Regions from separate parts of the Mus musculus genome. Here all the other regions are linked to region 2. A link is a contact called in public Hi-C and HiChIP or PLAC-seq data. All regions are on one chromosome and are shown on one strand. The core of a region is the stretch at or near the end of the contact, and the rest is flanking DNA. Distances in the headings are between cores, read along the strand shown. Region 1 overlaps Sdk2 (sidekick cell adhesion molecule 2). Region 2 holds the start of Sdk2 (sidekick cell adhesion molecule 2). Region 3 overlaps Gm11690 (a long non-coding RNA gene). Region 4 overlaps Gm11691 (predicted gene 11691).

Evidence for each region. A called contact is a pair of places that touch in the nucleus more often than the background predicts. HiChIP or PLAC-seq counts read pairs in DNA pulled down with a chosen protein or histone mark.
Region 1: an H3K27ac HiChIP or PLAC-seq map of trophoblast stem cells shows a contact between it and region 2, with 3 times the contacts expected there. The contact joins the enhancer-like site here to the promoter of Sdk2 in region 2. A contact is called at or near these places in 7 of 115 datasets of contacts at active chromatin or transcription factors (embryonic basal ganglia, embryonic forebrain, embryonic hindbrain and 4 more).
Region 3: a Hi-C map of uterus shows a contact between it and region 2, with 3 times the contacts expected there. The contact joins the enhancer-like site here to the promoter of Sdk2 in region 2. A contact is called at or near these places in 5 of 484 Hi-C or Micro-C datasets (cranial neural crest, embryonic fibroblasts, nephron progenitors and 1 more), 6 of 115 datasets of contacts at active chromatin or transcription factors (craniofacial prominence, embryonic forebrain, embryonic stem cells and 2 more) and 1 of 9 other capture datasets (pancreatic islet).
Region 4: a contact with region 2 is called in a Hi-C map of cerebral cortex, with 2.1 times the contacts expected there. The contact joins the enhancer-like site here to the promoter of Sdk2 in region 2. A contact is called at or near these places in 3 of 484 Hi-C or Micro-C datasets (cerebral cortex, cortical neurons and embryonic stem cells), 6 of 115 datasets of contacts at active chromatin or transcription factors (embryonic forebrain, embryonic hindbrain, embryonic limb bud and 3 more) and 2 of 9 other capture datasets (adipose tissue and embryonic stem cells).

What each region holds. Positions count from the first base shown.
Region 1 is chr11:113,831,609-113,839,131 of GRCm38.p6, forward strand. It overlaps Sdk2 (sidekick cell adhesion molecule 2), which reads right to left. Exons shown (of 45, transcript NM_172800.3): 23 at 7,009-7,118; 24 at 6,776-6,926; 25 at 3,210-3,447; 26 at 1,515-1,630; 27 at 646-835. Among named protein-coding and RNA genes, the nearest start is that of Gm51930, 31 kb to the left of the region's middle. Within about 2 kb of position 3,738, at least 20 of the 459 cell types and tissues checked have an H3K27ac peak or open chromatin away from gene starts, as enhancers often do. A contact at or near this core is called in trophoblast stem cells, where this site is marked.
Region 2 is chr11:114,062,243-114,069,171 of GRCm38.p6, forward strand. Sdk2 (sidekick cell adhesion molecule 2) reads right to left here and starts at 4,787. Exons shown (of 45, transcript NM_172800.3): 1 at 3,561-4,787. The coding sequence starts at 3,636.
Region 3 is chr11:114,227,027-114,233,940 of GRCm38.p6, forward strand. The region is part of intron 1 of Gm11690 (a long non-coding RNA gene); the gene reads right to left. Among named protein-coding and RNA genes, the nearest start is that of Gm11690, 8.0 kb to the right of the region's middle. Within about 2 kb of position 2,720, at least 20 of the 459 cell types and tissues checked have an H3K27ac peak or open chromatin away from gene starts, as enhancers often do. A contact at or near this core is called in uterus, where this site is marked.
Region 4 is chr11:114,253,173-114,260,321 of GRCm38.p6, forward strand. It overlaps Gm11691 (predicted gene 11691), which reads left to right. Exons shown (of 3, transcript NR_167695.1): 3 at 1-500. Among named protein-coding and RNA genes, the nearest start is that of Gm11691, 4.9 kb to the left of the region's middle. Within about 2 kb of position 4,764, at least 4 of the 459 cell types and tissues checked have an H3K27ac peak or open chromatin away from gene starts, as enhancers often do. A contact at or near this core is called in cerebral cortex, where this site is marked.

The DNA of each region.
Region 1 (7,523 bases), core at 2,488-4,987, 230 kb before region 2:
CCAGAATGTCAAGGAGATGAGATGTGTAAACTCAAACTTGGCCTTCTGGGTCATTATGTGGGTATATTTGTCAAGGCAGGAGGATAGAACATATTTAATTTAACAGCTCATTAGCTTGATTTATAGTTAGAATATACAGACATATGATACCGGGGCTTGCTTCCTTCCGCATTTGTCTGGGCCTTGCAAGTGTTTGTGGTGGGTTAGGCCATTTTCCTGTGTGTGGGAGAATGGAGTGTAGAGACATCTCTGTCAGCTTGAGACCGGGGGATTGTGCAGTGGATGGAGCTCTTCTGGTGTCACGGCTTTACAAACAGGACCAAGAGGCACATGCCCACGCATTAGACTCTCATAGATTTTGCGCAAAGCAGAGGACACCCCCCCCAAAACAAACAAACAAACAAACAAACCAAAACCTCAAACCTAACACCAAGTCTTTGTACTGTCTACTTGTCCTAGGGAGAGACCATGAGGACGAGTCAGACATCCAACTGTCCTTACCTGGTCCTTTCCCCCACTTTCCCTTATCGGCTTTGAATAGCATCTTCTTGCAGTGAGTTGGTAGCCTCCTGAGACTGGGGATCCCTGTGGGGGTGGGGCAGGAGGAGGGGCAGACCCTCTAGGCTCACAGGGATGTAGGCTTACCATCATCTAGTGTCCGCTCCAGGATGGGAGGGTGGCTCGGGCTGCCGTCGCCGATGCGTGTGAAGGCCAGAACCTGGACCTCGTAGAGCACATACTTGCCCAGGCCTGTGAGCTGGGCGCTGCGGGATGAGTTGCCTTCTACCAGCCAGAACCGGGGCTGGGAGTCCGAGTCCTTCTCCTTGTACCTCACCTGCCGTTGCCAACACAGAGGAGGGCCTCGGTCTGGAGTCTCCTCCAGGAGAGGATGGGGAATGGGGCAGGAACACTGGGCCCTTTGGACGGGCTTGGCCCCAAAGGGTTCTTGGAAGGTCTAAGACACTTGGGGAGACTCAGCTGCATAGTTACAAGTCCCCATAGGCCCACAAGGGAAAGTGGCTTACTTAAGGCTGCAGAGGGATAGTGACAGAAATGTGACATTATCCTATGAGTCTCACCTTTCAAGCTAAGGCTAGGCCACATGACCACATAGCCACATGACCACACGGTCACATGACCACATGGCTATCTAGGATCATATGGTCACATGGTCCAGAACAGTTTGGAAAAGAATTCTAGAAGATAATAGAAACCAGACTGGGTCCCTTAGGGCTGAGGGTAACACTTGAGGTTCCCAGATCAGCCTTCTGGAAGAGGGGAGCAGTCTGAAAGACCCTGTCAGCCACTCAGTCCCTAGATAACTTCCTATCCCTAAGGGGGTATTTCCTGGTTGCTGTGGTGATTGGTGGATGGGAAGCTAGGAAGATACCCTGTGCCTCTGCGCGGCAGAGTGATCCAGAGGAAGGAAGACAAAGACAGGACACCTTGGGTGGAGGGCCTAGAGAAGATGGTGTGCCCCCCCCCCCATACACACTTTGGGTCCCAGCATCTACCTTGTAGCCCAGCACGAGGCCATTTCGATCTGCCTCCGGGATCTCGCTCCAGCGGACCAGCATGCTGCTAGAGGTGGTGGCCAGAGCCGACACGTTGGTGGGGCCAGAGGATGGGACTGTGGAAGAGAGGGGTGATGAGGAAGAATGGGAATCCAGAGACAGCCCTTCCCCCCACAGTGGTGGGAAGAAGAGCGAGGATGTGGGGGGGCGGACCAAAGAGCCAGCTCCATGCTGCCAGCTCCGTGGGAGAAAGACAGTACACGCAGATCACAGCTGCAATCGATCCTATGGTGGTTTGGGGGAGGTTGCAGACGAGGTTTCCGGGGTCAGCTATTTCTCCCTAATTCTTTTCTGGGGATGTTAGGTGGGAGGTGGGGTCTCGTGTAGCCTAGGCTAGCTTTGAGTTCACTATGTTGCTAGGAGTGATCCTGAACTTCTGACCCTCTACCTCCCAAATCATGGGATTAGAGTTTCAATCATCATGTCTAGTTTATGCTGGGGAAGCAATTTAGGGCATGCAGTCTACTAATATATAATATAATATAATATAATATAATATAATATAATATAATATAATAATATCCTCAGCCCGGCCCCCAAATTTTTCCCTGTTCACAGTAACTTTTATTATTATTATTACTATTATTATTATTATTATTAATTTTATTATTGTGTGTACCCATGGTAGGTGTGTAGGGTGTATATACTATTATTATTATTATTATTATTATTATTTTATTGTGTGTACTCATGGTGGGTGTATAGGGTGTATGTGCTATTATTATTACTTTATTGTGTGTACCCAAGGTGGGTGTGTAGGGTGTATATGTTGTTATTATTATTATTATTATTATTGTTATTATTATATTGTGTGGTAGGTGTATAGGGTGTATATGCTATTATTATTATTATTATTATTATTATTATTATTATTATTTTATTGTGTGTACCCATGGAATGTGTAAAGGGTGTATGTGCATGTCCCAGTGTGTACATGGAGCTCAGAGGACAGTCTCACAGATAAGCTGATTCCCCTTCATCTTTATGTGTGTTCTGGGGATCAAAGTCAGGTCATCAGGCTTGTATGACAGGTGTCATTACTGGCTGAGCCATCTTGCTGTCTACCCTCACCTGTTTTGAGACAGGATACCACTGCATAGCTTGACTGGCCTTGAGCTCAGGAATTCAGCCTACACTGATTCCAGAATAACTTTGGACCACCTTGCTTTCCAGCCCACATAGCGAAGAAAGGCAAAGGTGGGCGCTCAGGGAGGGTAGAAGAGACATCTGACACTTAAAAAAGTGTTACAATGAACTACAAATTGGACACATGAGATTTCCCTTTGGATCAGGGCTCATAGTGTAGGAGGGAAGACCCCTTTCTAGGCTCCTTAGGAGAGATAGGTTTTGTTTCTGGAATGTTCTGAGATCCCTCGGTTGGGTGATGGGGTTAAGGCTGAGTGTGTGGGGCAGTGGCTGGGGTAGGCTTGGACAGCTTGCCAGTACTGCCAGTTATCCCGCACACTTCCCAAGAGTGGGGATTTTCACGGGGAGGGGCGGCACTGCGGGACCTAGAGATCTGGCAGGGTGCTCTGCCCTGGGGTGAGCACAGAGGCTAGCTGCTAAGCTGTCTGTAGAAATGGCCACAGCATGGTCTGCTCTTGGATGGTCCCAGAGGAAGAGGAGCTGTGGTACCTGACTCCCGGGTCCTGCCCACCACTGCCTGGCTCCACGGCCCGCTCCCGATGGCGTTGAAGGCCTGAACTTGGACGCGGTACTCTGTCCACTCCTCCAGGTCCTCAATAGTGTATTCTCGCTCCACTCGGTCTTGTACCGTGTGGCTCAGCGTCTTGCCGTGGCCGTCAGAGCGGCCGTACTTGATCTTGTAGCCCACCGACTCAGGGTTGCCGTTGTATTCCATTTCTGGGAGGGGCTGGGGTAAAGCGGGGGCAGAGAGGTGAGGGATTAGGAGGGAGATCACTCTGTATTTCCTCTTTCCCACCCACAAGTTGAGCAGCCAGTGCCCAAAAGAGGTGCTATCCCCAGTGGAGCATTGTTTCCATGACTCTCCACACTGGACTCCCAGAGAAGCAACATTTTTGTTGGTCATTCACGTGGCTGGTCCTTTTCAGCAGGCTCAAAACCTGTCTGACCAGTGCGCTGATGAGCAGAGCCCTCAGGCTCTGGTGTCTTCCTGTTTAACTAACTCCCTTACTCTGGCTGTCAACACATGCTGTTAGTTGCCTCTAACACCTGGTCTTTACTCACACTGCCCTTGGGAGGAGGGAACCTGGGGGGAAGGGGTCCTTATATGGTCACCTTATATGCACGTTACTGTCAGGAAGTCCTGCTATTGAGCAAATCTCAGGCTCTCCCACTGGACTTCATCTTTCTCTTACTGGTTAGAGTCTCAGCAATGAGATAAGGCAGATCCTTTTCCTGGTTCATATCGCTCAGCAGGACAGGTCCTGCTTACTGGTTTAAGGTTGGATGAATCTGGCAAGGTTGGTAGGTGGTGGAGGTGGCCCTTTGGCCTCCAGCAGACACCAGCTGAGAATCTGGCTTCCACTCCGCCTCTGAAGCTGGGGTGTCTGCAGTTTCTCCCCTCCATTCTGCCTCCTCGGGCCTCTAAGTGCCCATAATCCACAGTGTATCATTTTCTAACCCACTTTATCCAATTCCTTGTAGCCCCTGCCTCACGAACCTACCCTCCTTTCACCTCCATATCCCTCGACAGACATTTAACTGACATCAGCTAGAGATCATCAAGACAGAAATGGATGGGCCCAAATGGCTGAGATGGGCCTGGCGTGCCACTCCCCTACTAGTTAAGGAGAAGTAACTGGCCATGTGTTTCATTATGAGGCAGATGGCTGCATGGCATAGCTGTTGACTTCCCATCCCCCACAGCACCCCAGTAATCCATTCTCTAACTTTTATGTTTGGAAATCTTTGGAGACAATTACGGAGTGTGTGTGTGTGTGAGAGAGGGGGGGGGAGGGAGAGGGGGAGAGGGGGAGAGGGGGAGAGGGGGAGAGGGAGAGAGGGGGAGAGGGGGAAGGATAGGGAGAGGGAGGGGGAGGGGAAGGGGGAGAGAGGGAGAAGGAGAGGGAGAGGGAGAGGGAGAGAGAAGCTGGCAGTGGGTAGAGAAGAGCTGAAGTTGAGGTCACAGGAGGCCAAATGTCCCACTTACAAACTCACAGTGCCCTGGGCCACTGGGCTAGCCCCAAAGTGTTGCTTGGGGTCTGCCTCTAGAAGAGGAGCCATAATTAATAACTAGCGTCTGTTGGGGGCTCTTGGTGTCAAGTCCTCTCTCAGCCACCAGCTCCTTCTTGGCATGTATGGTGCCGGAGGGTTTGTGCTAGTTTACATAACCAATGAATGCTCTCTCTTGGAGGCAAAGGGCTGTGTGATGAGAGAGGCCATGGGGCACCATCAGGTTGGCTCTATTTTTGTCAGGGTTCTGGGTCTCCCAAAGAGCAGGGATGCCAGCTGCTCCTCTTGCTCATGCCTGTCAGAATTATTCTTATCTGCTACACAAGTTTCTAAGACTACTACTGCTTGGGACTCCTGCTGGGGTGCCCTGTCCCAGCCAGGGTGGCCCAAGAGACACAATGTTTTGGTTCCTGGCTGAGAGATGACAATGTGTTCAGTGGCCAGTGCTGTGAATTTTGCGGCTCAGTCTTTTGCTGTTAACTTGGGAAGTGTAAGGAGGATGTGGGGGGTCCTGGGGAGGTTATGTGACCTCACTTTCTTCCTATGCAAATTGGGGGCGAGCCTCATTCTGCTATTGTGGGTTGATGAGAACATTTTAAGGATAGACTCTGAATAAATCACCCAGAATAGCTCCCAGAAGGGCACAGCGCATCAGCAAGTTACTTCCTGCAGGTCAATTGTAGTCATGACCCTCAAAGTAAGCATAGCTCTGACCTGTGGGGCTGGCCCCTTCCCGGCTTCCACCTCAGCAGCAGGTGTGCTCACTCTCTGACCAACTCTTTCTAAACGCTAGGTCTACCTTGTGGCTGCTTGGGTGGCTGTGGGCAAGTTCCTAATCTCTCTGAGCTTTCATGTTCTTAGCTGTAAATCAAGGTTCCTGGAAGGGGTCAATCAATGGATAGGAAGTTTAGGGCGTTTGCCACTTGGCAATGCTTCTAGCAAGCAGCAACATTACATCTGCCTCTCGGTCCCCCCACCCCGCACACTTGCGTGCGCGCGCGTGCGCGCGCGCGCGTGTGTGTGTGTATGTGTGTGTGTGTGTGTGTGCCCAGAGGACACTTTGCTTTTTTATTCTATTCTTTTGTTATTTTGACACAGGGTCTTACTAGGTATCAGTGGCTGGCCTGGCATTCCCTATGTAGAGCCGGCTGGCCTTGAACTCAAAGAGATCCACACCTATAATCCGAGGCTGGTTTTAAAGGTGTTTGCTTCCACAAGCAACTTCCCTACATTTAATATTTCTTGAGACAGGGTCTCGCACTGGACAGCTAGGTGAGGCTGGCTGGCCATCAAGCCCCGGGGATCTTTCTGTTGAAGTAAGGTGTAGTATTCCCTCCCAGCCCCATGCTCCCAGAAATAAGACTCAGACTCTAAATATATTTAGAAGGACCTTGACTATATGGCTAGGCTCTTCTCTGACTAGATCATAACTTAAAATTAGTCATTTATTCTAATTCTGAATTTAGCCAGTGGCTGGTTACTTGTGCTCAGGTACCAAGCATCTGTCCCATCACATCTTCCTGGGCAAATCTACCGTGTCTGGCTCTATCCCAGAATCCTTTCTGCCTACCGGATGTCCCACCTCGTATTTCCTGCCTAAGCTGTAAGCCAGATTTATTATCGACAGGTGTCAAATCCATACAAACACAAGAGATTCTCTCTACATCCTCCTGTCTCTGCCTCCCCAGCACCGAGACTACAAGCATATGCTAACATGGCTGGCTTTTTTAGGTTGGTGCTGGCAATTGAGCTCAGGTCCTCAGGCTTGTATAACAAACACTTTATAACTGGGTGAATTCCCCCCATCCATATAAAGTATCTTTTAACTCTCAAATCTCCTTTGAGCACAATGAACTACTATGTACAGGTTAGTAAGGAAGAAAAAAAAAAAAGTAAAAACCAAACCAAACAGGTGCATTCCCAAACCTAAGCCACAGGTAAAGAATTGTCGATATTTGACTAGTGACCTTTGAGGTCAACAAATTGATACAGGGTGGGGACAGTCCTGTGAATGTCCCATCCCACTGGCCCCGAGGGAGCCTTACCATCCATCGGAGCCACAAGCTGGTCTCACTGGCTGTGCGCAGAGTCACGTTGGCTGGAGCTATGTCTGGGGGCGCCTGGAGGGTCTGGATCTTTCTAGAAGGTTGACTGGGTGGGCTGGTGCCAACGATGTTCACTTGGCGCATGCGGAAGCTGGGGTGGGATAGAGGGAATGAGCAAGGTATGGAGGGGGTTGCCGGCTCCCCTCCCCCGACCCCTCCCACCTGTGCCTTACCTGTAGTAGGTGAAGGGGTTGAGGTCCGGCACCTCCATGGAACGGGCGTCAGGCTCATTGCCGAGTTGGTAGATGAGCAACCACTCCTCGCCCTCCCCGATCACGCCCACCTGGAGAACGGAACCTCAGACCTGTCCAACTTGCTGCGATCAAGTGGGACGCTCTGAGCCCTAGCACCTAGTAGGTGTCACCCCCACCCAGGGAATATCTTGGTGTAAAAGCCATAACTGACTGCAGGGTGGCTCTGAGTCCTCCTGTATTAGGACCTCATAGCAGGCTGGATAGAAACACATTTTCAGGCCTGATTTCAAGACCAGCTGATATACCAGGTACTTGTAGCTTCAATGAACACCCCCCCCCCCGCCCTGATCTGCAGTGGTTTTCAGTCTTCCTCATGCTGTGACCCTTTAATACAGTTCCTCATGTTGTGGTGACCTGAACACCATGAAATAATTTTGTTGCTACTTCATGTACACTATATATACATTATAATTTTGCTATTAATACACACACAC
Region 2 (6,929 bases), core at 3,537-6,036:
TGCAAGCTGCCTGCCTGCAGGATTTAGTTTCTGCTCTGGGTCCAGAGTGACCCCACCCTACAAAGGGGGAACTTCTGCAGCCAGAGGCAGCAAGAACCAAATTCCATCACTTATCTCACCCTACCAAGAGGTTCCAGACCCCCCCCCATGACATCAAGGGGTACCCAGGGTAAGAGATAGATGGGTGGAAGAGAAAGGGATGGGGAAGCAGGACTCTTTACCACCCCATGCTCATGGTTCTGTGGAGCTTTTGACAGCTGAGCCCCGGGCAAGCATGACACTAAGGCCTCCTGGTAATTAGCAAGAGGCCCTGATCAATAAGTTATTTTTTGCTGTCAGTAATTAATAATTACAGCTTAGCCACACCATGTAATTAAACTTTCATCCCATTCCCCCGTGTGCTGTTTGGCTTTTATCGTGATTAGCTCCCAGCGCTAAACTTTCTCCCTTTGGGACTCTCCAGGAGCTTCCGGGACTAGAGTTTCTAGGCCTCAGTCAGGGTTTCCCTACTGTCCCTCAGTGTCCTCTTGGTCTATGCCCCTCATCCCCGGGTGCAATTCTATTGAGAAAGAACCCCCTAAACCTCCTAGAATGGCTGCTTTGGCAGCCCCTGACCTCTTCCCAGCAGCTTGGGCTGGCCTGGATGCTTTCAAGCAATGGCCAAGCTCACCAGCATATGAAAAATTCTCCAAAGCACTCAGTAATTCAGGCTGCCAGGATCACCATGACCTCCCAACCCCAACTCCTGGGGAATTGTGCAAATCTACCTGTGACTAGTTCCTGGGAGCTCAGAGCATTAAGGGCCACTCCAGGAAACATCAATGTAGTCAAAGAAGGAAGTCTGCAGCTGTGTGTGTGTGTGTGTGTGTGTGTGTGTGTGTGTGTGTGTGTGTAAAGGACTTGAAAGGACCTCTCCATGGAGTCCCCGTAAGCCATGCCAAATCTGCAAAGAGGGAGATATTGTTCCCAAGGTACAGATGGGGAAACTGAGGCTTCCAGCAGCTAAGAGTCTTTCAGAAACATCTCCGCAGGTGTCTTTGCCAGCTCATGAGAACCCTTTCCCGCCTTCCTAGTTTGGGAGGGAATGCTTTGTCAATGTGATTACTGCATTTTGTCTGGGAAACGAGCTGGAATCATGTAAGATTGATTTTGGGGAGAAATGGCCAAAAGATAGTTTTCAGTACAACCAGGTAATGCAGCTTAGTGCAGCACCTGGAAAAAGAACTAGGCCAAAGTCTCCATATTACCCCACAGGAGTAACCACAGGACACGAGTTTCAAAGGAGAAGCAGCTGCTGGGTGACTCTGTGTGTGCCATGTCTGCAGGGCAGACCCTATAGCGTCAGAGAGATGCTGAGGTTTTAACTGTCCTCAAAGGGGTAATGGCAGGGACTTAGAGGCAGAAAAACTAACCCCAAAGAAGATTAAAAAAAAAAAAAAAAGACCCTGTGCCCTAACCTCACCCAAGCCCAGCATTGCCCCCCAGGTGGAGTGCAGAAAATTTCTTCCCACAATTCTCTGCAGGGCGACAAATGGAAGGAGGGGGGCAGTGCTGGCAAGCAAACATTCGAAGAGCCAGAGATCATAATCAGACAGCCTAGCATCGAGGGAAAACAGCTACCAGAGTGTGTGGGGGGGTGGGGGCTGCGGGGGTACGGGGTGTGGGGGGCCACAAAGGTGCTTCTCTGATCCTATCAGGAGAATAGAGCTCTTCCTGGGAGAGGCATGGGAACGGGGAGCCATAACTTCAATAAGACACTGGCACCTTGGCCTCAGGAACGTGGGCAGCTGTGGAGGTAGCTGGGACGTGACCACTCTGAAAGGTGCTCTGGAGACACCACAAGGGCGTGGTCTTAGATGGGAGACCAATTGGTGAGCTCCCTGTCCCCCCAAGGCAAGTTACACAGTCCTGTTGGAGTCCGCACTAAAGTGGAGCTGAAGGGTTCCACACGAGCTACCCCTCAGAAACCCCTCCCTCCACGGCCAGCTCAGAACAAGCTGGCCAGGTACCCAGAGTGGAGGACAGCCCATTCCAACTCTGTCAGGGCCACTGTCCTGGGTCCCCACAGGGTGAGAACCCTACAGGAGAGGCTACAGAGGTACCCGTTAGAGAGAGAGACTCAGAACTCACCAGGTCTCTGTCTCTGACACCTACCCCACATATCAGAGTGCTCTTGGGCAAGTCAGCTCATTGCACAGGGCCTCAGTTTCCCCATCAGTTAAATGGCTACTAGAATTCGATGACCTCTGAGGTCCCTGCCTACTGGAAGATTTTATGATCACTATAAAAATAATAACTTTTATTGCCTTACATTTATGGCGCTCATTAGAAATTTTCGAAGTGCTTTTACCTAAATTGCCTTGTAAAAAGTCCTCTCCTCAGCCCTGTGAGCGACAACTGATCGTTTTCATCTCTGATCTTGGCTCTGAGGATTTCCTGACTTGGGACAAAGTAGGGACCCTTCTTTTCCGAGGCTCTGGGACCCCAGAAGTGGAGAAAGGCTCTGTAGGGGGATTGCGACGCCATCCCAGTCCCTACCGAAGCCCTGAAGCCCCTGGCTCTTGGGTAGGTCTGGCTTCTCTGTGAGCCTGGAAAGCCGAAGGAAATCTAAAGCTGAACCGATGAGTCTGGGGATTCACTCTAGACTACTTCTCCCTTTGCCCCCAGCAGGCGCCGCTCGGCCACCACGGCCACCACCATCTGGATCCTCGAACCCCAAACGCAAGAAAGCTCGGGTGCAGCCGCCGCCGTAGCCTACCATGACCCTCCAGGGGACCCCAGAGACGCGCGGGCATCCGCTGCAGGAGGCGGGGAGGGACAACCCCATCGCACCTCCTTTCAACACACCCACTGAACACCCACTAGCCCTTCCTCACCAGGCTGTCTGCTCTGGGCCGCTACAGATCAAAGCAGCAGTGGCCAGGCATCCAGCTAGTCCTGGAAGCTGGAGGCTGGGGCTGCCCGTTGGGTGTGTCGGGGTGGGGTGGGGGTTGGGTCTGCCGCTGTCCTCGCCGCTGGGCTCCGGGACCATGCCGCCAAACCGCCCCAGCTCTCGCGGCCACGGCCGGCCAGGCAGCCAGGCGCGGGCTCCCATACATGGCTAACCAGAGTATCTGCTCTTGAGGGGAAATCAAGCGGGCACCCTGAGCCACCACTACGGCTTCTTCCCAGCTTCTGCCCGCCCCATCTTCTCGCCCTGGGACCACACAGTGCCTGCCTGCCATGGTTTGCCCTTCCTTTCGGACGTCAAGCAGGACCAGGAGCTTAGGGAGTTCAATGGAGCCAAGACACAGAATGACGCGCCCCTCCTACCCCGACCAGAGAGTATCCACAAAGGTCCACCTCCCCGTAACCTCACCTTTCCGGTCCAGAAAGGTCAGAAGTATCAGACACTGCCCCACCCCAAACAGAGCTCCAAAAGTCGAAGAAGCGGGGAGCATTGAGACGTACAAGAGATGGTCCAGCTTGGGCCAAACGCGGTGTCTTAGGGGGGTTACCTCTCTTCTGCCCACCCAAACCCCTTCTCCAGTTCCACGTGGAGAAAGTCACCCATACCGTACCTTGGGCCCCGGCCGAGTGGATCCGATGCAGGGCCAGTAGAGTCCAGAGCGGCAGCCTCCACATGCTGCTGAACATGCTGACCGAGGGGTCCTCTAAAGTGCCCCCTCTTTGCGAGTTGCTTTATAATCCTTTGGAGTCCCGGGAGACTGTGTGGTCAAGTCCTGGACGCTATGCCCGTAGGGGCCGCACCGGCGACCCCAAATGCTTTCCCCTCTTTCTGCGCTGGCTATTCCGTAAAGCGAGGGGGAGAGCAGAAAGAGGCCAAGCCTCCTCTCAAATTCGGGGTGCCTGTATCCCTTAGCACCCCGACTCAGACTACGTCTCATAGGCAGGGCGACCCCTGCGATCCGGCCTGGTCGCTGGATGAGCTCCCGAATCAGAGGACAACTTCAGGAAACTTCCTCCTGGTGGCCACGTTGCCCGCCTCCCGCCCCTCCCCGCCCCCTGGTTGGGTTCTCCCGGGCCGACGTAGTCACCGCGGTTCCAGGCGCCGGGCCCCTGGGACTTGATGTAAGCGGAGCACAGTAGCAGGCGCGGGCGCCGGGTGTCTTTTAGAAGGGGCGCAGGGCTCGGGGGGCGCGGTTAGCATAACGGTCCGAATCTCCCCGGAGCCGAAGTTTTCTTCTCTTCTAACTTTGCAGAAGGCATCTAAGCGGGGCCGAGCCACCCTTCTCAGCTCCACGGTCCTCGTGCCCAATTCAGTGATTTCGGGGGTACCTCCCCTGGGGCTTCGGTGCGGGGCTCGCCCTAGGCTCTGAGCACCTCCGGCTAGCAAACTTTGCGGGTCCCACGGCCCGGCGCGCAGCCCCGTGCGCCCATGTCTGCGCCAGCTGCGGGCAGGGATGGATGCCCGGTTCGGGTACCCGGCTGGGCGGCCCAGGTTCCAGCCAGCGCCTGGGCACCGCGCCTCTTGCGGGCGATCCTGAGGAGGAGACCGGCGGGTCCTGCTCTCCGCCGCACCCGGGATGGAGCTCGGCGCGAGCCGCACCGGGAAAGCCCTGCCGGCAGCTTTGGGATCCGGGGTTTCGGCGCCGCCTCGGCCCCCCGGCGTTTTCGCCCGGCGCGGGGACCCGAGTCTCCACGGCTGCTCCCGCGCCTCGGCCGCGCCTGCTGCTCGCCCACCTCGGCAGCAGCTGCCTCGCAGAGCCTGGAGCTCTGGGCTGCCCGGGCTCAGCGTCCTCAGAGCTGCTCTGCTGCCGAGCCTGAGAGTCTGCCTGCGCCGAGCTGGAGCTGCGGGGGCAGCGGGAGCCGGAGACGAGCGCGGCGGAGGCGGAGACGCGGAGAGGGGGGCCGAGCGCTACCCCGTGGCCGCGACTGGAGCGCAGCCTGCGCGCAGGGAGGGGGCGGCGGCGGCCCCGAGCCAGGCCCGGGAGCGAGCCCCGCAGAAACCCAATCCGTGTGCGCGGCCGCGGACGCCTGGCGTCTCCGGGACCCACCGGAGGGCAGTAGCGCGGGCTGCAAGCGAGCCGCTCTCTCTGGCCCGGTCTTCTAGCTTCAGCCCACCCTCACTCCTCCCTAGAAGGCCTTATCCCAGTCTCCCATAGGATGAAGCCCCCAGTACCCCTCTGGATTCGACCAGGCAGAACAGTTTGGGAAGGGTGTGTGTGTGTGTTGGGGGGGGGGGGGGTGTCAACCGGTTGATTCCAGTTTTTCCTTCCCAGGTCAGACTCTTTAAAAGTCTGGAAACGCTCAGGGCGGAGAGCAAGATAAAGGGGAAGCCTGGGACTTGCAGAAGGCTGAGAAAGTGAAGTTGGTGCCAAACTCGTGCGTTCTTTGTTTCTTCTTCTTCTTCTGAGCTCCCCCTTTAAAGGCACATTAGCAGCAGAGACACAAAGGAGAGAGCCAGAGGGGTCCTCCCTCGTGGCCCAGGGAAGGGAGCAGAATGTACCTTCTAGTGTGGGAAGGCCAGGAGCTGGAAGACCCCTTTAACAGTTGTACTTACAGGCAACAGACGCCTCTACCTCCGTGGGCTCTTTTCTCTATTAAAAATATTAAAAGTAATATTTTGCGGCTGTGTTGGCGTAAAAACAAATATATTACTACATATTAAAACATTTTCTTTCATTTAAAAGTTCATTTAATTTTTCCCCTGATTTTAAAAGAAATTAAAACAGTTCCGTGGGTTTCCTAAAAGACGGTGTAGTCCCTGGCACTGAGCCTGCTGGGAAAAAAAATCAGTCTTGCAAGGTTGGTATTTCGGCTGGAAAAGGAAGGGTTGAGGCCCGTCACCTTTGCCAGCTTTTCTCTTCATGCCTCCAGGGCCCAGGTCTTCGGAGACACACCCCTGTGGTCTTCCAGTTCTGGTCATTGCCCTTCAGGCATCTCACTGACTTCGAGAGCTCTGCCTCATCTTCTCCAGTCCCCAAGCCTCTTCTCATCGCTATGGACGCAGGCACTGAACACCTCTCATCGCTCTACTGTTCTCTCCTCACCTGCCTTGGAAGAACAGCTTTGAGCATTTAGTGGAAATAGACGAAAAACCTAGCCTGCCTGTCTTCAGCTTTACATTCGTCCACTTCAAACCCTGCTTTTGTCTTTCTCCCTGGCAGTCTGAACCTAGTCCGGGCCTAGGGCTTGTTATCCGACTGAGTTTTTGACTGAGGAGTGGCTTTGGGGATAAGCAGCCTAGATCTCTCCCCCTTAGGTGGCCACGCCCCTCCCATCTCTGAGAAACCCAGATTCTGCCTCTCTACCCCCAAGCCCCAGACTCTGAACTACACGCTTGAGAGCTCAGGCCCTGCCCATCCCATCAGAAACAGCTGTTCTTTAGGGTGTTGTTACAGGGCTTGCTCACAGAGGGGGCCTGAGAGTCAGTTTTGCAGCAATTGCTTCTTAGCCAGCAATCGGAGCAGAGACACTGTCTGTGCCCTTGGGCTGGAGTTCGTGTGGGTACCAACGTCTGAAACCTTGGTGGATTTCTCCATTTGGGTCCAGTGCCCAGACTTGTAACTGCAAGAGTCTGAGCTAGCTGCTGCTCAGGTTCCAAATAGCATTTGTGCTCATCCTAAGAGCAGACCTTCTGAACAGGCAAGTGTGTCCTTACAAATCTAGACGCTTTATCCCCGGGATAGGATGAAGAAAGGGAGGGTGCTCTCCTGTCTTTGTGGGCTGTCTTCCATGCTCATGTGGTTAAGGGGAGTCCTTATCCCCGAAGCTCTCATCCAGCCTGCCTCCATCCATCTGGAAAAGAGAGAGCATGGCGGGTAGGGCGGGGAATCAGCCTATGCAACCACAGAAAGGTAGTTTTCTTTTTATCCCTCTGAGAGGAACTTGTTTCTGGAAAAGCCACTTGCAGACACCATTCCCCTGTTTTTGGTGCCCCTAGAATAGTTAGAAGGTCACAGGAGGGCTAGGAAGCGAGCTCAGTG
Region 3 (6,914 bases), core at 1,470-3,969, 160 kb after region 2:
CTGAGAAAACATCACTCTCACCTGGGCTGCAGGTGGCTTAGGGTCTTATCTCCCAGAGCTGTGATGTCTAAGAAGCTGCCTGAGGGGCGGACGCTCCCTGGAGGTTTCTCCGTCTGATGGGGTCTGAAGACTCTCTCCATCCAGCACTGAACCACCCACCCTCCCATGAGAAAGAGCATGAAGGGGCTGGGGAGGGGGCTCAGTCAGTAACGTGCCTGCTGAAGAAGCCTGAGGCCCTGAGTCCAGGTCCTCACCACAGGCAGAAGTGTGGGCTTATAACCCCAGCACCTACGAGGGTCAAGGGGTCACAAAGACAAGCAGCTCGATGGAGCTTGCTGACCAGCCAGCTTAGATGAACCAATATGCCCCAGGTTCAGTGCCAGACCCTGACTCAAAATAAATAATTAAAGAGCAGCAGAGGAAGGCATCTGACTACGACCTCTGACTTACACACACCTACACATGCACCTGCATACTCATATGAATACACACACACACACACACACACACACACACCTACATGCACAAACAGGGAGGAAGGAGGAAGGAGGGGAAGAGAGGATGGAAGGGGGAAGGGAAGGGGAAAAGAAATGGGAGGTGGAGAGGGGATATTGTTGTGCTGAAACCCCACTCCTTACATAGGCTGAGTCTTCTCAGCCCATTCACCCAGAGCCCTTTCCCTCTGAAGCCCTGGAAGGACCCTACCCCACCCGCCAAGGCTCTCGGGAAGGTTTCTCACTGTAGATTAATGGCCACTCAGGAGCTTGGCTGCCCGAGGCCAGCATGTGGAAGGTGCAGAAAGGGCTCCTAAATGGCACAAGGTGGACAGACACAGAGCTAGGACAAACCTTTCTGCATCAGAGTATAAATGATGGCAAGAAGAGCCTTGATAAATGGGCGCAGACAGACACATGGGCAGGGACAGACAGACACAGGCTGGGTGGCCTTTGTCTGAAGCATTGAGACCAGACGGTTTTCTTTTCAAACATTTGGGTTGCTTGTGTTTCCATAAGGAAACATCTTGAGGATGCGACCCAATTCGAAAACCAGGAAACATTTCTATGGTCCTCGGCATGGCTCACCCAGTGGTCACTCTCTGAAGGTTTACATAACTTCATTTTGGCTATGAGCTTCCACACGAGATTGGGGTGGGGATTTTTATTTGTGACATCCTCTGAGAACTCAGGAACCTTCTGTTTCAGAGGATTTGGGGTTTGGAATTTTCAGATTAGGATGTTCAACCTATGTTCTCAATGGCTTTTCTCAGCTCTCCTTGTTAAAAGTGCAGTAGTTTATTTATTTATTTATATGTGGGTGGGCTGCGTGCATGCCACGTGGTGTATGTGCCTGTGGAGGTCAAGGGCAGCTTATTAGATTCACCTCTCTCCTTCTACCATCTGGATCCCAGGGGTCAAACTCAGCAACTTGGCAGCAAGATGCCTTACGTGCTGGGCCATCTCTCCGTGATCTCTCTTAGCACTTCTAAGAAGATGGCATTATGCCCGTTTCACGCTAAAGCAGTGATTCTCAGCTTTCCAATCCTGCGACCCTTTAATGCAGTTCTTCATGTTGTGGGGAAACCGCCCCCCCCCCCCCGCAAACAGAAAATTTTGTTGCTGCTTCATAACTGCAATCTTGCTACTGTTATGAATTGCAATCTAAATACCGGTGTTTTTCAATGGCCTTGGGTGACCCCCGTGAGAGGGTTGCTCGTCCCTGAAGGGGCCGTGCCCCACGGGTTGAGAACCACTGCTCTAGAGAGAACTGTAATGCAAAAAGGGTGAGTAACTTGTTCAGAGACCCCCACAGAGTGGGGCTGTCAGCCCAAGTGTGTCCAACTCTAAGAATGGGGCTCCCGGCCACTGTGTGTGAGTTTCCCAAGCTGTTGTATAGAAGTATATTAGAAAGAGAAAAAGTTGGGCTGGGGTGTTGGCTCAGTTGGTCAGGGGCTTGCCTGGCATTCCCCAAAAACAAGGAATAGAAGGGCTGTCAAGAGGAAAGCCATGGAGATAGTTGGGAATGAAGGTGGCACTGAGTCTGCTTGCCCCTGCCCCTGCAGTCCCCTGTACTCCTGAAGTGGCTGGATAGACCTTATCCATTTTCTCCTAGTCTCTGTGGCTTCCCAGGGTTGAAAAGGAAGAAGTGAAGACAGGCAGTCACATACCCTGGAAACTGTCCTGTAGGGTCACCTATGGTTGGTTTGATCCTTCCACCCAACAGGTCCAGCCACTGTCTAGAACTTACCCTACGGGTGGGTGGTGTTTGTAATCCCTCTCCTGACCTCTGGGGATCAGAGTGCACATGGGGTTTTGCCGACATGACACAAACTAGAGCTACCTAGGAAAGAACCTATCGGCTGGGATATTTTCTTGATTGATGTGGGAGGGTCCAGCCTGCTGTGGGCGGTGCCACCCCAGGGAGGTGGTCCTGAGAAAGGATGCTGAGTGAGTCACGGGAAGCAAACCATTATGCGATCTCCAGGGTCCTTCTTCAGTTCCTGCCTCCAGGATCCTGCACTGAGTTCCTGTCCTGGCTTCCCTTGAAGAGGGACTGTAACCTTTAAGTCAAATAAACAGTTTCCTGGACCAAGTTCCTTTGGATCAGTGTTTTATCAGGGCACCAGAAAATCAAATGAATACAGCCTGTGACCATTCAACAGATCCCGCCCTATCGTTCCCCGATGGAATTTTATGAGGCTCTCTGGCAGCTTGTTGGCCCTCATTACTACCAGTCCGTGAGTAAAGACAGGAATTTTGCCTCTTCTAACTTACAATGTCTGTTTACTATTCTCCTGGAAACTGCATGTCGAATAGCTTGCTTCATACGCTCTAAGCACGGGTTTCTCAAACCAGTAATTGTCCCTGAGGGCCAGATGGGAAGTCAGCAGTTCTCTACAACTCTTGACTCTGACGTGATTTTTTTTTCATTTCCAGGAACAATCTGACAGAGAGAGCCTCAGATCGGCTGCAGCTGTTCCTGACCTGATGACTTCTGGCTTCATGGAAGGAGTTGTTTATTGCTCACGAGTCATGGACACACCCTAGGCAGCTGGGAGATGCTTTAAGGATCGGGCACGGTGTAGATGGCCACCCCACAAATCAGCTGGTAATGCTGACCTTGGGTCACACACCAGATTGTGTTTTGGCCTCTTCCTTTTTTTTTTTTTTTTTTTTTTTTTTTTCCGAGACAGGGTTTCTCTGTATCACCCTGGCTGTCCTGGAACTCACTCTGAGTTCTGACCAGGCTGGCCTCGAACTCAGAAATCCACCTGCCTCTGCCTCCCGAGTGCTGGGATCAAAGGCGTGCGCCACCACGCCCGATGGCCTCTTCCTTTTGAGTGTGTATTTTAATGACTTGAAATTCCCTTTGGATTATTTACATTGCTCTCTTTTGATAGAAAGAAAGAGGAAATGTCAGGAGCCTCCTTTTTTTGTGGAATGTGGCTCAACTGTCACAGAACAGCAAGGGCCACACCAGACACCATCCTCAATGACTCCAAAACGCAACCCTAGGAATCACTTCTCTGATGCAGAGCGACTTGTGTGGGGATGGGTCTCTCCACCAGCCTCAGGAAGCTCTTTCCCGTCCCTGTAAGCTTCTGGTAGTGCCAGATGATTTTTGGTTTGGGACAGTGTCCTTCCACTCTTTCTCTGGCACATGCCTTCTCTCTGGTGGGCTCACACTTCCTGTGGGACTGTGATAGGCAGCCTATTTTGGTTGAATGAGGCTTGCTCTGGGGATCCAGTAGAGAACTCTACAAGGGACAGAAAAGCGAGCTACGTTCCCAGAGTCAGGTGCCTGACACCACAGAGCCCCCAACTCCATAATTCTGTGACTATCAGTCACGCAGACAATGTCCCAAGCTCCTGGCATTCTGGCTAGACTCCACCCTCACAGTTACCTGCCGATAACCAGATATGCTTTTCCCCACGGTTACCTGATAGCCCAGCCCATTATAAAAGGGACTGCTTGGCCCCTCCTCACTCTCTCTTTCACCTTTCTTACTCTCATCTCTAGCCCTCCTTCTTCCCGCGCCCCCCCCCCCGCCCCCACGTGGCCATGACCAGCCTCTCTCTTTCTACCTTATCTCTTTCTCCCTGCTCTAAAACCGTAGACTGTCTCTGCTCATCAAGGCCTGCCATGCTTGAACGATGGGATAGGCTTTCCCCTAAAGAACCGTGTCTAACCTCCCACTGGAAGGCCTTCCTGCACTCCAGCCACAGACTGGACCAAAGACTCTCGCCCACAGGGGACCACACAGCGCTCCCTCTCCCCCTACCCTCTCTGCCCTTCCGCCCCAGAGCTGACTGAGCCGCCCGGGCCCCCATTTCTTCTCTGCTCCTCCTCGGTATCCAGTGTGGAATGCTGGAGACTGAGAACCTGTTCTAGGACTGCCCCTTGTCCACCCCCTGCCAAGCTGGGTCAAGTCGCTTCCCACAGCCAGACACCCACACGGGGGCCAGGTGGAAAGTGTGTGGCAGTTCTTCCTTGTCTGCCCATCCAAAACACTGGAACTTTGGTGGGATGTGGGTTTTCTCACTCCCTTTTTCCCCCATACCCACTGCCCCACAACTTCCACTTTACAGACATAAGTACTGAAGCTTTAGTGTCCAAATGGCTTGACACCCACAAAGTTTGTATGTAGCTATGTGATGTTTGCACCCAAGAGCATGTAGCTTCATAGCTGGGAGGCAAGACCCTGTAGATTCAGGCAACAGTCTACTACGTCCAACCTCAGTCAAGTCTGTTGATCACTCCCCTTGGATTGTGAATGAGGTTTTGCTCGCAGCCAGAAGAAGAAAGCATCCAGATTGGACCTAGAGGCCCACAGGATCCGAGTGAGGAAACACCTCTGACCTCACCTTGCCAGTGAGCTGGGGTAGCCAGTCAGGGCTTGGAGGGAGGGCTACTGCAGATTCCCTTCTATTCTCAAGCCTTCACCCATACCCTCCCAGACCAGCTTGTAGAGACACTAGCCAGACTGGCTGGGGGCCCAGGGAGGAGGGCTCCAGCTGGAGCCTGCTTCACCAGCACAGCTAGAGTTGTGCACAGCAGGGCTGGGGCTGCCTGTCTTTCCTCTCAGCTGCACTGTTGCGGCCAGAGGCTGGCTGTCCCCCATGGATTCTTCCCATTTGATATCCTAGCTTTCATTCGCTTCACCCAGACATCCCACCCTAGGAGAAAGACGCCACCATTGTGTGGCCCTGGTAGAGAAGAGCTGCATTAGCCCTGGCCTGTGTACCTCGCTATAGAAACTTCTGGGGACACTGACCTAGAGATTCCCCACTCAAAGCTTTTGCTTCCACCCCCATTTGTCAGATTCAAAACACAACTACTTATGCACAACTAAAGCTGCTAACTGTAAACAGGAGCCTTGGAGAAGTGGCCACTGTGTGTGGGCTTTGAACCCTATAGACTGCTAGCCCCTTAGAATCCCTACCCTGAGCGGATGGGGGTAGAATCCTTTCCCAGGCTCTGAATCTGAACTGTAACCAACTGTATTGACACAAGGGGAGCAACAAAGGATTGGAGTAGCTAGAGAAGGCTCCAACCTGGACTCTGGCTTTCAGAGTCTGTCATAGATACGAGTGGCATAGAAGATTTCTCTGCTCCCATAGAATCTGAGTGTCTCGGCTCGTCTTCCCCTGCTACTTTGTCAACTGCAATGCAGCCACTGTTTCTCCCCCCAAAGGAACAACACAATAAGACTAGAGAGAGTGAAAGACCAGCACTCGTCAGAAATAGCACTTTTCACATGCTGGAGAGAGGTTATGTGCCAGAAGGGGCTTCCAGGAGGGGGAAGTCAGGAAGCCTGCTCTATGTCCGTGGGTCTGTCTCTTAGATTCTCTCACGGACACTTCTTTGGCTATAATTTCAGCTAAGAATGGAGGAAAAGCCACTTCTGGCTTTCTCTTTGATGTCTAAGCAGATCCTGACGCAGAGTTCTGGCTCAGTGAGAGATCTCACACTTTCCAGACTTCATGCAACAGGCAGCGGCCAGGCTGTGGATGAGGTGGGGCTGCACGGTCCTGGCTCACCCATGCAGAGCAGAGAATCACACAACTCCATGGGGGGCCTCACATGAGAAGGCCAATCTGTAGTGTCCAGCCCTCTGACTTCCCTACAGGCCAATGGTGCCCCAACCTGTCTCTCTGGAAGGACTCCATGTCACTCACTGTCCATCCACCTCAAACCCAAGGCTCATTGAGAAGAGAGGGGACACTGGAAAGTCAACCAACCTTGCCACTACTCTCTTGCACCTAGTAATTTCTGCACAGAGAGAGAGACCTGATGAGAGCCTTGGGGTCAGCTGGTTTGTTCTCAGAGTCTCAGATCTTACAGACCATCTGGTCAAACCAACTAGAGAGGAGTGGGGCCTCTCCCCGCACTTGCCTCGGTACACAGTTAACCATTTCCAAACAGAGCCAAGAAAGGTCCGTTCATCATCATGGTCCCTGTCTCTGAGGAGTTCACATCCTAGCCATGGGACAGACTCCATCGACTGAAGAACTAAGACTCCAGAAACATGTAAGGGGATCGGAGCAGGGTACATAGTCTAATTCCTATGATAGAACATTCTAGAGAAGGCAAAGCTACAGAGAGCATTGCTTGCCAGAAGTTCAGGGCATTGAAGCAGAGAAGGATGAATGGGTGGAGCAAAGCGGGGGTTTAGGGCTGTTAAATGCTTCTAGGTGGCAGATACGGGACATCAGACATCTACCCAGAGACACCGCGTGCATAATCCCAACAGCAACCCTGGCGCAGACTGTGGGCTTTGTCTAATGGTAACACATCGCCCTGGTTCCTTGCCCCATACCACACTAATGTAAGATGCTCACAGCAGGAGTGACGGGGGTGGGAGTGAGGAGGTGCCTGGGAACTCTCTGTACTTTCCAGTCAATTTTTCCCTCAAA
Region 4 (7,149 bases), core at 3,514-6,013, 190 kb after region 2:
TGCCCTGGGTTGGGGGCAGCAGGGTGGGGAGAGGTATCAGGTATTTGCTCCCAGTTGGTTAGAAAACATATAAGAAGATGCCTGTTTTAGCACTATCAGGTGGCCCGCAACTGCCCCACTGCCATTTTAGGATTGCCAAGATAGCTTTTATAAGCAGAGAAAGCTACATTTGACTCTTTCAGGGAGTCTGGGCACTGCACTACTCCTCGCCAGACCTCTGGTGTACTAAAGATCTAAACATTTTCTCTTTTAGAAGCTTCAAGCCTTCTTTCCCTGTGTTAGAATTTAATTAAGCCCAGGACTACCTGGTCTGTAAGGAATTACCTCTGCTGCCGCCCCAGGGGTCCTCAATTTTAGTTCCAGGACCCATGGAATGAATACTGACAACACCCCCACTCCCACCCCAAACCAGCTGGCTACCTTGTTTGGGGGTTGAGAGACAGCGCAAACGGAAATATACCCAGCCTCCTAAAAGGGTGATTAAACATTTAAAATATCAAGGAGTGGTGTATGAAAACAAACAGGCACACTTCTGAGGCAGGGGGCACTGTGGGATGCCCAAGTGTCGTCTGTCCCCCCCCCCCCCCGCCCTCTCCCCCAGGACCTGTTCCTGGAGCCTTCAGGGAGTCCGGTCTTCTGAGGGCAAGCTGGCTTTGCCTTTGGTGCCCCTCCAGTCCCTCCTAGGACCCCAGGCCAGACTTACAGAGGGCAGAGCCTGCTGGGAATGAAGAGGGGCAGGCAGCTCCCTGCCTTCTTGAAGAAAGAAGTCACTGAGGAGCCAGGAAATGAGGGGAAGGTAGGGCAGAGACATGGGGTCCTCCCTGCTTCAGCCTTTCCTGGAAGGAACCCGGGGTCAATGTGCCGGGAGGTTTCCAAGCAATTATGAGAAGGAAGCAGCAGAGAAGCCTTTAGTTTTCTAGACATGTTCGGCAGAGCCTCCGGAGCCTGCCTTCTCGCCCCTTTTCTCATGATCTTTCATCTGAAGACAGCTATACTGACCCTCACCCCACGCAAGGAACGGGTGCAGACAGGGCTCCGTTTGAGAGAGTTGACAGTCACTTAGAGTCCGGGCCAGGACAAGGGAAGACACAGCATGGCATGAAACTGTCACCAAAGGTGCTAGCTGCCAAGGAGCGGGGTCCTACCCTGTCACCTTTGCTATTGGTGATGGCTGAGGAGTGCAGAGGTCTTGGAAGATGAAAATGGCCTAAAATTTATGAGGGTGATAGTTATTCATTGAAACACCAATAGCAACTGGGCCAGTGGAGTCTAGGCTTAGAAATGGCAGCTCAGTGAAGTTGCTGTTTAAAACAGCAAAGGAGATGAAGCTGCCCTATGCTGGCTCTATCTCACCTGCAGGTGTTCTGGTGCCACGAGGACATCTGGTGACCTCTTCTGCCTCAGCTGCCTTCTGCACTGAGAAGACAGCCCTCACCCAAGACACAGAGGGCATCTGATGGCATCCAAGAGTAGATCCCAGCTTGCCTTCCCAGAACTAAACCTCTAGCCTCACCTCTCCTCTGCCCAAGTGCCCAGCCTTTCCCAAGGCATTGTTCAAGGGAAGAGAGGCTCTGGGAAGGCTCAGCTGGATGTTTAGGGGGACGCACAGCACGCCAGTCTCTCCTATCCTGTGAATGGCACCGTTAGAACTCAGCACTCTGTCTGGCTCTCCACCCTGTAGAGTTGCGTCATCTGTACCTTGTTGTATGAAACCACTCCTGACCACTGCAGACCTTGAGCACTGCTGCCCCCGCCCCCAAGCCTCACATCTCAGAAGTCAGATCTGTACCCACCCTTCACAGACCCCATGCCTCTGTTTTTGTCATATCTCGCATAATTTACCGCTTAAGCAGGTGGCTGTGGAGTGTGCTAGCGGATGGCTCTGAGAGCATTCAGACACTGTGATTTTCGGGGCTGTTTCTGGAACTTCCAGCATCCCTACCAAGTCACTAACAGTGAGGTGAGAACTTCTTGCTCTTCCCTCCCACCCAGTCTCTGGGAAGCTCTGGGCTCCTGCTCCGTGAACTTGCTTGTTCTAGAAGCTTTGTGCAAGTGGGATCATGATGACCGATCACTGCCCCTGACTTATTTTACTTGGCATGATGGTTTTGTGTGTGTGTGTGTGTGTGTGTGTGTGTGTGTGTGTGTGGTGCGCATGCACATGCGTGTGGTTTTCGTACTGTGTGGGCACATGTGTGTGGAGGCCAGATATTGATGTGTTTCTTCTTTGATCGCTCTCCACCTTACCTAATTGAGGCAGAGTCTCTCACTAGAACCCAGAATGTGCCAATTTTGCTAGTCCAGCTAATCGGCTTGTTCTGAAAGAGTCCCCCTGCCCCCCATCTCCCTGCTCTGATTACTGGAATCACAGGCCATCACATCCTCTCAGACCAGCATCTACACAGGTGCTGGGCATCCAAACTCTGGTCCCCAAGTTTGCATGGCAAGCACTTTATCCACTAAGGCATCTCCCCAGCCTGGCTTGATGTTTTTTAGTGAGAGTAAGATCCCCCTAGCTGGACAGTTCCCATTTTGTTGGTCTCTTCATCCATTGCTTACACTGCCTCCAGCCAATAGCTGTTCTTCCCCCTTCTTGCTGCCTATTCGAGGGGTCGCCCACCGTTTGCCTTCAGTAGGCTTTGTAGCCCCCTCTCTGCCTCCCCTCCTTTACAGAATTTATGGAATGTCTCTCTATATTGAAGGAATTTATTGCAATGACTTACAATCTGTAGTTCGATCAACCCAACACTGGGCAGCTGCGAATGGGAAATCCAAGAAGCTAATAGTTGCTCAGTCCCATGAGGCTAGTTGTCTCAGCTGGTCTTCTGTGTAAGCTGGAATCCTGGAGAAGTAGGTTCCACAGGTGTGTTGGCTAGTACGAGCATTCTTCCATGTCCTTTTGTGTGACATTAGAGCTGTTTCTGGAACCTTATCATCCTTACCAATTCACTAACAGAGGTTGGAGCTTCTGTGGCCCAGATTGAAGGTGAGTACCACCATGCATGGATTTGGAACTTGCTTTGTCCAAGGCTGACCTCTGAACTCAGAGGTCTCCTTGCCTCAGTCTCCTGGGATTAAAGGCATGTATTACCTTGCCTGGGCCTAAGCTTTTCATGGCCACTGTCCCTCAAGACCTCCCTGTCAAGATCTAGGTCAGAAGCCTGAGTCTTTCAGCCTCAAGATCCAGATCACAGGTGAGCCCTCCATTTCTGGATTGTATCTCATTCCAGATGTAGTCAAGTTGACAACCAGGAATAGCCATCACAATACATTATTAACATTGTCGGTATAGGGCATTTACACCAGCGGAGAAAGAGACTCCATACCTCCTACACCCTTGCCCCTTTCCAATCTGAAGCCATTACTCATCAGCTCGCCACAGTGGAGTCTCAGGTTCTAGACAGAACAACAACAGAATGGCAGGCTCTCAGGTAGTCTTTTGTTTGGGCATCCCTTCACTTAACCTGTTTGGCTCATGTTTCAAAAAACGTCAGAACTTTATTCCTTTTCCTAGCTAAATAATATTCCCTTCTACTGGGTAGGAGGGACAGACCATGTGTTCCATATCCACCTGGTAGAGATTTGTTGTATGCCTGTTTTAGGGCTACTCCAAGCAATGACACTGTAAACGTCCACATGCAAGGTGTTCTAGATATACTTCTTTCATTTCCTAGAGCAGACATTGCTGTGTCTTCTATAGTGGCTCCATATCTAACCATCTGAAGATGGGTACAGAAACAGTTGAAAGAAAGTTGTTGGGGCAGCAGAAAAGGTGTTGTGGGTGGCAGCCTCACCAGCCAGGACAGAGATAGGTCTAGATGGGGTTGGAACCCAGCAAGCAGGCTCTTGTGAGACACTGGGATACTTTGTGTCTTATTCTAAGAGCAGTGAAAAGTCACTGAAGGTTCTTGAAAGAAAGAAAAGAACGTGGTTTGAAGTTCCTCATGAAAACATTGCATCAACCTGAGTGTGGTAGTACACACCACACACCTTTAGTCCTAGAATTTGAGACAGAGGCCGGTGGATCTCCCTGAGTTCAAGGACAGCCTGGTCTACATAGTGAGTTCAAAGACAAGCAGGAAAGGGGGCGGGGCAGGGGAGAAAGAGAGGAAGGAGAGTAGTCAGGGCAGACAGTCTGCCACATCTTCTACTCACTCCACCTGCTGTATAACTTCATCTGAGTCTCCGTTGGTCACTGTAACAAGATACCACAGCCTAGAAACTTCTAGTAACTGGGTGTGATTCTCTCAGAGCCCTGGAGGCTCCAGGCTGGAGTGATGGTGCAGTCAGGGCCACAGCCCTCTGAAGGTTCTGGAACAGGGGTCCTCCCTGCCTCTCTGTGTCACATCTGTTTTTGCTTCTGCTATGTGTGGGCTCTCTCTGGAGCTGCATACCCGGTTTCTTTTCTTCTTAGGAGGGCTGTGGTACTAGCTATTGGGTTCTGGCACCCCTTTACTCTAGCATGCCTGCACATTCACCAAGCACAAGGATGGAGGCTTCATTCCCTCAAAAGATCATGTTCTGGGGTTCCAAACCAACACAAGCTGGAGGACGCTCTTCGGTCTGTTCTTCACCTCCTTCCCCTAGAGCCCCCACTTCTTGTTTCCATCTCCCACTTCACCATTTCCCTTGGTGCCTTGGCAAGCTGTGCTCAGGGGTGCATGGTGCCTTACCCATGATCTCAGCTACTGAGGAGGCTGCTGCGGCAGGATCCCATGAGCCAGGAGTTCCCCGAGGCCAGTGCTGTTGACTTAATGCAGTTCCCCGATTGGTGGGAAAGTTCTCCCACACAGCCTTCCTGTGAGCTGTGCTCTGCTCTGCCTAGAGTCCCAGGGACTTGGCAGTGTTGTTGACGGTGCCTCCTCAGCGCTGACAGCTCTTAAGAAGCGGATACAGGCACCTTTGTGTCAGGGATGCTGTTGTCTGGTGGGGATTCTGAGGACATGGGTTGGTGATTCCATGCTGTAGTCTCCCAAAAGAGCAAGCCCCCAAAGTCTCTCCAAACTGTCTTCCTGGCAATTCAGAGTCCCCTCCTATGTACTGGAGACAGGCTTGGATCTTTGGAGAGAGCAGGAGTCCAGGTTAGCCCAGGCCACTTGAACTGGAGGTGAGAAAGATGCCCCTAGGAGCTCAGGCGACACCCAGCACTGTCTCTTAGCCACCCTGCCTTCCTGGGCTTTGCTCAGACAGAGCTGACATGGCCTAAGTCCAGCCGGATGCGGTGAGGAATATGTGGTGAGGAAAGGCTGTTGCAAGGGAGGCAGCTGTGAGAGCGACGACACCTCGTGCAAGCTCTCTCAGGAGCCTGTGCCGAAATAGAACCAGCGGGCTGTGGCAGGCTGGTGTCTGGCATCCGATGGCTGCTCTTTGATTTGAAGGTAAATGCCAATAGTGGATTGGGAGCTGAGAAAAAAAGCAGCTCTCCTCCAGTCCACCTTCCTGGCCCCTCCCCCTGATCCAAAGAAGTGGAGTCTGTGTCCCCCTGTCTGGGTGTCTCATAACTGCTGCAGACCCAGACACTCAGGTAAGCCAAGTCCAAAGTCAAGCTGTCATTGGGGTCATGAGGCTCCAGTGGTGACCCTATCCCATGCCTCTCTCCAGCTTCAGAAGGCAGCTGCCATCTTTGTCGCTCCTTGGCTGTGGCTGTTATTACTTCAAGCCCCCACTTTGCATCTCCAATCTCTGACTTCCCTTCCTGTAAGGGAAGCTGTTATAGTTCAATCTTATCTGAAGTCTAGGACCACTAACTGCAGATTCACATTCCTCCTTCAAAGACCCTGTTTCCAAGTCAAGTCACATTCTAGGGGTTTTGGATGGTCATGGATGCTGGGGAGGGGCCATTGAACCCGTGAAGCTGCTCCTGAGTCAGAACCGCCCTTTATCTTGCTATGGCCAATGGCATATGTCCATTCTAAAGAAGATCTGGGAGTTTCCATTCCCTTTGATAATGTTTTCACACAGTATAGTTTGGTCATAGTCTGTCCCCACCCCCAACGTCCTCCCAGGTCCTCCACACCTCCCTACCCACTCAACTTCATGAACACTCTTTCCCCCAATAAGAAAAAAAAAAAAAGACCACCCCAAGTCAACACAAAATATAGAAAACCACCAAACCATAACAACAACAAAAGGCGCACACACAAAACTATAAATTCCATTCTGTGTTGGCTAACTTGCTCCTGAGCATAAGGCCTGCCCAGGAGTGTGGTTTGATTGATATACCCAGTGCCACTCTGTTAGAGAAAACGGATTTTCCCTCTCCTATCAGGTATCAATTACAAATAGCTCCTTAGTAAGGGGTAGGATTTTGTGTCTACTTCTTCTCCGTGCTGGGATTTTGTCTGGTTATAATAGGAAGGTCTTGTGCATACTGTCACAGTCTTTGTGAGGTCACCTTACAGTGTCTGAATACACTGTTTCCTTGAGGTCACCTCAGGCTCTTACTTCTGTCTTCTCTTCCTCATAGACCCAGGCTCAGGGAGGAGTTTGCTTAAAAACACCTATTTGGGGCCGAGTGCTCCAAAGTCTCTTGCTGTTTGTGTATTGTCTGGCTTTGTGTGTCTCTCTGCTAATTACCAATTACTACAAAAAGAAGTCTCTCTGATGAGGCTTGAGCAGTACACTGATCTATGAAGATAGCAATATGCCATTGGTAGCCATTTTTATCCCTATGTTCTAAAGAAAAATTGTGGTAGTTTTTTTCTAGGGCCCATGGTCTACCTGATCTCAGATTCTTGGCCTCATTAACCATGTCTGGTGTCAGTTTCAGCTCATGCCCTGCACCTTGTTATCCAATCAAACAGCGGTGTGTTGCTTCCATAACATTCATGCCACTGTTGTAGGTCACAGGGCTCAAAGCTGGTAACCCTGATTGATTGATTGATTGATTGACAAGTACTTTTCTCCTCTTCCAGCACTACGGTGGCTAGTCCGTACAGACGAACCCTCTAGTTGAGCACCAATGTAATTCTTCCACATTTGATGACATATGTGATGTCCTCAGCTATAGGGTCATGGAGGATCACCAACACCACTGACTATAGCCTGCAATGTTTGGGAGGGTGGTCTATGGATCCCCTTTGGCCAATAACTCAACAAGATAAGACCCATTCCTGGCACTGGGGTTTTTTCTTGGTGGTATTTGATGTC